Regions from separate parts of the Mus musculus genome. Here all the other regions are linked to region 1. A link is a contact called in public HiChIP or PLAC-seq and promoter capture Hi-C data. All regions are on one chromosome and are shown on one strand. The core of a region is the stretch at or near the end of the contact, and the rest is flanking DNA. Distances in the headings are between cores, read along the strand shown.

Region 1 (3,094 bases), core at 131-2,630:
GAAGGTGGCCAAGCTCCCACGAAACCAGCCCTCCAACAGAAAATTTACTAGGGTTGTGTGTTGGTGACCAACCCCTTCTAGATATAAGGGTAAATCAAGGGGGAAAGTCTAGCTAAGTTGATGTGCTCGGCTTCTCCCTTGTGAGAATTTAAGCCTGGGAGGAGAGAACAGTGGAGCTGTTGATGAGAAGGCAAACCAAAGGAGATAATCAACGATGACTATCAGCCCCACACCAAGCGTCCCTGGGCAGCACTAGGCTTGGTGGTGTTTCTTAAACTCAAATAATCATTTGGAATCTTCTCACCAGCGTCCCTTTGTGCTTAAGTGAGAAAAATTTCTTGATGTTGAACAAAACAAAAGTATCTTAAAATAGTCAGAATATAGACTACAAGAGAGTATCCAAGCAAGCAGAAACAAGAACCGACCTTTGAGATGGTTGCAAAGATAAAGCACCTGGGAAAAGAGCATTTGGGGGAATAATGGATGTTTGTCATTTGTTCATTTACTGAGAGCCAGGGAGGCACTGACGGCATTTGTCCCTCACTATCTGCTCAAAGATGTTTATATAATGATAGCAAACAGCCTTGAAAGACAGAGATAGTGTTTGTCTCCAGAGCAAAGAGCAAGTGCCTGTCCAGTATGTCAAAGATAATGTCTCTCTCCAGGACACATCACACAGGTTGGCTCACAGCACATTGTAAAAGACTTAGCTTCCAGATGAGGTATTACTCAACTGTGACACGTCCACTTGGGTTACTCAACCATGGTCCCTGTGGGACGTGAGGGGCAAAGAACCCTAAAGCAAGCATAAAGCTCACATTCCTTGCCTTCTTGAAATAAAGTCTTTCATCTATGTGACCCCAGGAGTCACATGTCTATGTCAGCATTTATTAAACGGTGGCAGGCCAATATCTTAGCGTCAGAAATCTAGAAAATGTTCAGGCCCTTCACGGTTTGTTACAAACATTGCAAATAATTCATCTCAGAATGAAGCCTCTTTTACTCTGTATTCCTGTCTTTCAAGTTGCCTAGCAACTCCCTGGTCACCATCGATCTAACAATCTGCAGTCACCATGCCATGTAGAAAAGTGTGACGCAACCATTTGCTTCTGGAGATTGCTTGAGTTCTCTTCTCTGCCTAACAACCACTGCAGACATTAGCGAGCTTGATAATTTTATGTTGAGCTATTGTTATTTGAGAGCAGTAGCCATGAAAACGACCGTACAGTGCCATGTTCATACAGTTACAGTAGCTGATATTCAAATCCATAGCCAACTTTTGTTTGTTCCATCTGTTTTATTGACTGGTAGATACCAGAGACCCACTTGGAGAAGTTCAAGCCAGGGAGCATGCATAGGGAAATGAGCTCAGGACATCCTGCTGTGATCAATTCCTTTGTTCAGGCCATAATGTAGCTCCAGGGAGCTCCCTAGCAGGAACTTGTGACTTTTCAGCCCTCTCTTCCACAAGCTCCACCTTTTATCTGGTTTGTCTTCCTCCTGTGTATTTGTTCTTCAAATTTGGCTATTATAAAATTTTATCCCTCTTCTAATTCTGTGAAAAGGATTCAGTCTCGCTCACACAGCCCCAGCAACCTCTAGATTGGTATCTTTTGAGTTAGACAGCCCTTCCTAAACATCCACAGATTACTAAACATGGCTACCTGGACAACGGAGGGCATAGTAAGGCAATCTTTAAGGAGATGAAGCTGTGGAAGCAACAGCACAAGTACCAGCTCGAGTACCAAAGCCTCTGTGTTCTAGGTAAAATAGAAACAGCCCCGAATTCAGATGTTCAATGTGAACACTCATGTGCCCTTCTCCCAATCTTCCCATTTCCTGTCTCTTCTGAAAAAAAAAATACATATTTGTCTCCACAAATGCGAAAATTCTGTCTTCTCATTAAATCTTAAAATACAAACAGGTCTTAGATGGACATTTTTAAAAAGTTTGGCAGTGAGGCAGATCCAAAGAACACGACACACCATAGGGAAGCAGAATGCTGAAATACAAAAGAAGAAAGGTACAACTACTTTAGTAAAGTCAGAGAATAAGCCGGGATATCGGAGAAAGCTTGTACTTCCAGCACCTCGTACACAGAGGCAGGAGGGTAGCAAGTTCAAGGTCAGCCATGGCTAAACTAAGGACATCGTCTCAAAAAAATTAAGATGAAAAGAAAACAGAGAGACAAGAAGAGAAGGATACAGGAAAAGACAGAGAAATGAAAGGAGGAAGAGTTAGTAAGGGGAGAAAGGAAGGGAAGAGATTAAAGGTCAGAAAGCCCAGAGAACAAAGATCCCATGGCTATACTTCTTTGTAAAAAATAAATAAATAAAAAAGTTCTGACAAGAATTTAGGCAAAAGGTGTCTTCATATACAATTACAGTAAGCATTAACGAGTTCAAATTTTTTGGAAAGAAACTACCAGTAAAGAGCTAAAAGCTTAAAAGTGATTATATTTCTAACACATTTTATTTCACACCCTACATGTTGGTAAGGGGCAAATCTTTGGTTTTTCAAAAGTGTTTTGCTCACAGAGCCTGTAAGACAGTCTTGGCATAAAGGAGTGTGACTCTAGCTTTCTCTCCACTGCTTGGTCCAGAGCAGCTTCCAGCTGAAGGCCAGAATGGCTTGTCCAGAGCATCCTATACCACAGCGGGCCAACCCCACTGTCCAGAACATCACACATCTGAAGGCAAGGGGTGCACATCACAGAAACACCACAGGAAGCCCAGGCAGCTGCTAGCTTTGGGAGGTGCCATGACTCTTGTCGGCACAAATCCGAGAGAGAGAACAAGAAAGAAAGGCCCAGCTCTCAAAAAAGAAAAAACAAAACAAAACAAAACAAAACAAAACGAACTCTGAGCTGTGACCACTACTCATTTAACCCTCTGAACAGATATGACGGCAAATGGTCTGAAATAAAGATTTTGTGTGTGTGTCTGTGTGTGTGTGTCTGTCTGTGTGTGTGTGTGTGTGTGTGTGTGTGTGTGTGTGTGTGTGTGTGTACGTTTTCTTGCTTTTACTTCCATCAAAGACAAGCCCTAACAGGTTGCCAAAAGAAGGCCACCACTTGTCCTTCCTACATGTTCTT
Region 2 (2,740 bases), core at 120-2,619, 790 kb before region 1:
GCACCATTTTAGACCTCAAGGTAAGTGACCTCTTGACCTCTTAATTAATTAATTAATTGACCCCTAATTTACTTTATCCACCCTGTCTTAGAAAGAGCAGTAAAACAAAGGAGGCTTATTAGGAAACTATGTAAACAACAGATTTTTCTTAATAGGTGTGAAGAATGGTTGCTATGCATAAATGATTGTTGGAAATTCTGTGTAGAACATGACCAAACAAGCAACAGCATTCACCACTGTATTCCAAGACCCAGCACAACGCTGCCTAGATGCCCACATTCTTTAATTGATACCTATTAAACATCTATTAGGAAAAGCCACGACCTTAAGCCTAGAAATTGCTATACTCAGCAGTACAGGAGGCTAAAACTTTTGAGAGAAAATTCATATGAGTAATATCATAAAACACCCACAGAACCAGAGAGCTCCACAACACAAAGGTATAAACTATCACATCTTCCAATGACACTTTTTTTTCTTAAGCCATGGTAAAATGAAGCAACCGAGACTAAGCCGACCCTACAAGAACACCTCTAAACATCACAGTCAAACTACAATTTTGCAATAAAAAAAATCCACAAAGTATCAGCCAGTCAAACTACAATTTTGCAATAAAAAATTCACAAAGTATCAACCAGTCAAATTACAATTTTGCAATTAAAAAAACCCACAATGTATCAACCAGTCAAACTACAATTTTGCAATAAAAAAAATCCACAAAGTATCAGCCAGTCAAACTACAATTTTGCAATAAAAAATTCACAAAGTATCAACCAGTCAAGTCACAATTTTGCAATTAAAAAAATCCACAATGTATCAACCAGTCAAACTACAATTTTGCAATATAAAAAAAAATCCACAAAGTATCATTCTCACTATCATCTTTCCTGGGACACTCCACATCTTTAATTCCAATCATTCCCTCCAAAAAAGAAAAAAGAAAGGGGGAAAAAACCCCTTCTTCTTACCAGGAATTCTCTTGCTGGATGTCTGGGCACAGCTCAGGTGTTCTCAGGAACGCAGACTTCACTGGGCATCTGCAGGCAGGGGATGCCAACGGCAGGGTGAGGCGCAGAAGTAAGCACCTCTCCAACCAAGAGTTGTCTGCAAGCCAGCCAGGTGCAGTCCGCCCAGAGTCTTGGGCGGCTGGCTCTCCTAGTTTAAAGTGAGAGCAAACTGAATTAGTCCTAAGCACTCCTTCTTGTCCACCTTCCAATTTCCAGACCTTTAAGCCTCCTTTATGGGGTAGGTTTAAAGCCCAAGACTGCAAAGCAAAATAGGCTCCAGGCAAGGTCCTTTTCCCGGTTGCTCTGCTCCCCAAAGCGCGGGAGCCTCACCTTAGCAGTGCCTGCCGCTGCTCGCTCCGAGATGAAGCTGTGCGCAAACTTCTCCGACTTAAGTCCTTTTCGGTGCGCGCGTCACCCGCTCCCTCCTCCCTACGCGCTGCGGCCAAGGGGGGTGGTGGGGGGAGCGGACGATCTCAGAGCCGGCCCCGCCCGGACCCTCCCTGCGCGTCAGCCCCTTCAGCCCTCGGAGGGAGGGGCTAGCAGCCGCTCCGTGCTCCTCCGGACCCCAAGCCCCAGCGGGAGAGGGTCTGCACTCGCTGCCGCTGCTCCACACCCCAAGAGTCCCCACACCCCAGCGCTCGGAGCTCCAGGAAGCGGGAGAGGGTCCCCAGTTAGACCTTGAGTAGGGAGGGAGTTGGGTGGTCGACAGATTGGGCTCAGTGATCGTAACCCGTCCCTGGAGGCAGCTTTCTGAGAGTCCAACCCCTTCCCTGGAGGATGAAAATTCCGTAGGGAGGTGAGTTTCCCAAAGAACCCTACCCCAAAGAGAGTGGTCCCTGGCTCCAAACGTGGTCACTCAGGTGACCGCACCAGGGACCCGATGGAGAGTGGAATCTGTAGTGGGGCGCGGCAGTAAAATTAGGGTGGGAGCGTGAGAAAACAGCTGACCAAGACCTGGAGTGCTGAGTAAGGACCCCGGAGGCAGAGGGTAAGAAAAACCAGAGGGTCCAGCAAGCCCTGGACCCCTTTGGATTTGGGCAGGTGCAACCTAAGGTGCAGGTTGGATTTGGGGGGACATTGCCCTCCACAAAAGAGGTTGTTGCTGGTTTATTATCTTAGGGTGAATGACCGAAGTGAGCACAGCTAGAAAAGAGTAGTCTGAGGTACCTACCTGACTTGGTGTTGAGGACAATTCCCCTTCTCCACTGAAAGCCAGCAGGAGCCCGGGACAATCTGATTCCAGGCGGGCGCAGTCTGGGCTGGCAGGCGCACCCTGGGAGGAAAGCAAGTTGCTTCCAAGGACGGGCTATCCTCCACCTCCTATCCGGAGCTGGGTGCAGCCAGGCATCAGCGGGCACTTCTTTTCCTGACTGTTCAAGCAAAAGCCAGGAAAAGCAGTTACCTGTGTATCCCGGGAATGCAAAGTGGCTGTAGCCCTCGAGGTGACTAACACACCAGAAAAAAAAAGTAGTAATAATAGAATGGGGAAGCGTCAGAGAGCAAGACAAAATACTTTCCTAGGCACTCAGAGGTTGAGTTTGGGTAGTTCTGGGTGACAGATTCAGGTGTCTTGTGAAAGGGGCTGCAGTTCTCCTTGTTCATCCATCCTTGGATCCCTTGCCCCTGAAGTCAGTGACTTCAGGCAAAGGTGTATGTGCTTCTGTCCTAATTTGAACCCCTACTCGACTCTTCCATGCAGAGAGACTATAGGGGCCCCTAATCTGTTTAGTTTG
Region 3 (2,778 bases), core at 60-2,559, 950 kb after region 1:
GGCGGACGGGCAGCTCTTGCCGCAGAAAAGCAAAGGACGTTCTTTCACAGGCATTTTCTGAACCTGTAGTGGGTGAAGCGTGTTCAGTTTGGGGGAAAATTTGAGACTAAATAGCAAATACAAAGGATGTTGTAAAATAATATCTTAACTACAGTTAGCTTAGTGCTTATAGACACTTTAAAGCTAGATCTTTAGTGCCTTTTTCTTTCTGTCCAATTTCACCCCCTTTTCACTTTTTAAGAGTGACCAATATAGGTGAAATACTGTTTATTTTCTTTATGAAAAGAAAAAAATAAGCCCACGGTGGAGAAATCAGACCACTCTCCAGTTATTTCTATGCGTGAGTCCAGGGCCTGTACCACAAACTCAATAACACACCCTTAATGAGTATGAACCTGAAAGGGTCTGGGTAGAAGGAGACAGAGGCCTTTCCAGACTAGCAACAAACAATACCACATTGACATCTTGAAATGTTCCATATGCCACCGCGGAAGAAAAGGAGTAACTGTCTTTTTTTTTTTTTTTTTGTAGTAGTAGTAGTAATGTAAATACTTGTAAAACAATAAAGGAGAAATAGTAAAGATGCCTGCTAGGCATGCCAAGAGATCAGCGGGGTGTGTGTGGAGGCGGGGAGTATGAGTTTAAATCTGTATCTATCAATCTAAGGTAAGTTTGTGTTATTAGGAAATTGGGAAGAAAGGAGTTAGTTTAGCTTCTAGTCCATTATTAAAATGGTGGCTGAAAGGATATATATATATATATATATATATATATATATATATATATATATATATATATATACACACTCAAATGATCTAGACAGTGAGAAGAGAAAAGTAGATTCGAAGTTGAGCATCAGTATGGTTACAAGTGACTTAGCCTTTCTGGTACAAACTGTCAGAAAGTAACCAAACTAGGAAAACAGGTGCACAGCCTTTTGAGAATCCCGAGTTCTTCGGTCAAAGAGACCTCAGTCGTCCTAGCCCTGAACTCAGCCCTTCCCATCCTGGGGCCTCCCCAGCCTCAGCGCCACCCTCCTGGGCCCTGCGTCGCCCGCCTCTCACCAAAGTCCAGCAGCTGCTTCATGGACAGCGGGGACGGGCTGTAGCGGGAGAACAGCTCGACCTCCCTGGGGACCAGGCTGGCGCTGCTCAGCGAGCTGGCGCTGCGCATCACGAAGCGGGCTGCCTTCATCCTGACGCCCACCTAGGCTGGCGGTGGTTAGGATCCGTAGGGTTGGCGAGGGCTGCGGGTCAGGAGCGCGGTCGAGAGGGAGCAAGTGCGTTGTGGTCCCAGGGTCCCGGGTGCTCGAGCCTGGGTGAAGGGTTGACACTTGGGTCTTCCCACCACCCGATGTCTTGCCTTTTATCTACCTCCACGCCCTCTCCACAACTCCAGCCAGGAGGAGGCTCTGGGACTCTGAACTTGGGGCCACACCAATCAGCTCAGAGAAAGAACTTTGGGCTCCTCCCTTTGGCCGCGGTCACTAGAAAGGCCTGGCACAGTGATCCCGACACGGTTTCCATGGCCTGCAAGGGGCAAAGGGTGAGAGGGAGGAGGGTTGGGGTGGGATAGGGGGAGCAGCCACAGCAGGCATCCGGGATGACGTGGGCCCCCTTGGGATAGATCCCAGGTCGCTAGGACTTCAGGCCCGCCCAGACTTGTCCTTGTTTACAACTCCAGAGCCATCTCAATGTCACGCATTCCTAGCCAGAAACTGTTTCCAAGAATCTCACCGCGGAGCGTGCATTGGTGTTCGCTCAGAGCGGGACTTTTACAGTAGCCAATCATCTGCTTACTAAAGTATGGGCTTCTTTGCCATTGGACCTCGAAAGCAAGGACCACCCTACAGTTTTATCCACTTTCTTCTTAGCGAACAGCTCAAGTTTAGAAACTGCCTAAATAGGCTTATTATTAATGTGGTGGAAAATCCCAGTTCACTTCTCTCCTGTAACACTTTCTACCTGTTAATTAAATGCAAACTAAAGAGCGATTTGCTGAGGGTTTGGCTGGCCCTGTAGTCCCCCTTCCCTGTCATTCCCCTCTTTCTCTAAGGCCTTCTAGTTTGCTCTTGACCGCCCTCCACTCCCCAGTCTGCTCCAAAAGCTCTTTCTTCATTGCGGCTGCCCTCCTTCCAAAAAGCAGCCTTTGTCACTAGCAGGCACCAGTAGCATATTTTAGTTATTTGGGCTCTTTCATTTCCCAGAGGCTCAGTGCATCCTACCCTACTTTGTTACTGCCCAATATTGACCTCCCTAATGACTGCTGTTGAAACATGCTAGCGGGTCATAACACTCTCATCCTAACCTCTCTCGTCCTCCCGTTCACTCTAAATGGACTGTAGAATGAAGCCAGTGTTTAGGGACGCTGTAACGACTTGGTTGCAAATGCAATGTAATGGGAACTACTAATAGTAATAAACTGCAAGGGCAGTTTGTTATCCAAGGCACCCTTAGCCTTCGACCCTTGCATATGAGGAGACTGGGGTGTTATGAAAGTCATAGATGACGGTGGGTGCACTCTTTGCATTTTCCCCCATGAGAGCTCACCCAGTCACAGGACTGATGTCTGATTTCTGCCTCTAGTTCAAACTCTGCCCCAGATTCCAGTGCTCTGCTGTTTAGTGGACTTGTGCAGGCACAGGTCTAGCATCAAAGTTCCTCCTCTTAAACCTACCACCAATACTGGGGGTCTGCCTAATGTTGTGTCCACTTGTGTGACTTGCTTAGAAATAACACGTTGGCTTTCTGTCCATCCCACCACCTCTGTCTAGTGGTC

Evidence for each region. Promoter capture Hi-C pulls out the DNA fragments that hold promoters and counts their contacts. HiChIP or PLAC-seq counts read pairs in DNA pulled down with a chosen protein or histone mark.
Region 2: a contact with region 1 is called in a promoter capture Hi-C map of embryonic stem cells, with 4 times the contacts expected there. The contact joins the promoter of Calcr here to the enhancer-like site in region 1. A contact is called at or near these places in 5 of 39 promoter capture datasets (the C10 cell line, embryonic stem cells, hippocampal neurons and 2 more), 1 of 15 datasets of contacts at CTCF or cohesin (the NIH/3T3 cell line), 1 of 484 Hi-C or Micro-C datasets (cranial neural crest) and 1 of 9 other capture datasets (embryonic stem cells).
Region 3: an H3K27ac HiChIP or PLAC-seq map of embryonic stem cells shows a contact between it and region 1, with 4 times the contacts expected there. The contact joins the promoter of Pdk4 here to the enhancer-like site in region 1. A contact is called at or near these places in 10 of 39 promoter capture datasets (the 3T3-L1 cell line, 3T3-L1-derived adipocytes, the C10 cell line and 5 more), 1 of 15 datasets of contacts at CTCF or cohesin (the NIH/3T3 cell line), 5 of 115 datasets of contacts at active chromatin or transcription factors (the NIH/3T3 cell line, astrocytes, embryonic stem cells and 1 more) and 2 of 9 other capture datasets (embryonic stem cells and embryonic tail).

Annotation. Positions count from the first base shown.
Region 1 is chr6:4,549,326-4,552,419 of GRCm38.p6, forward strand. No RefSeq gene overlaps it. Among named protein-coding and RNA genes, the nearest start is that of Gm33959, 36 kb to the right of the region's middle. Within about 2 kb of position 1,381, at least 24 of the 459 cell types and tissues checked have an H3K27ac peak or open chromatin away from gene starts, as enhancers often do. A contact at or near this core is called in embryonic stem cells and embryonic tail, where this site is marked.
Region 2 is chr6:3,762,254-3,764,993 of GRCm38.p6, forward strand. It overlaps Calcr (calcitonin receptor), which reads right to left and starts at 1,370. Exons shown (of 16, transcript NM_001377018.1): 1 at 1,338-1,370; 2 at 969-1,155. It overlaps Gm33576 (a long non-coding RNA gene), which reads left to right and starts at 1,546. Exons shown (of 4, transcript XR_377297.1): 1 at 1,546-1,803.
Region 3 is chr6:5,494,969-5,497,746 of GRCm38.p6, forward strand. It overlaps Pdk4 (pyruvate dehydrogenase kinase, isoenzyme 4), which reads right to left and starts at 1,310. Exons shown (of 11, transcript NM_013743.2): 1 at 1,065-1,310; 2 at 1-63. The coding sequence starts at 1,194.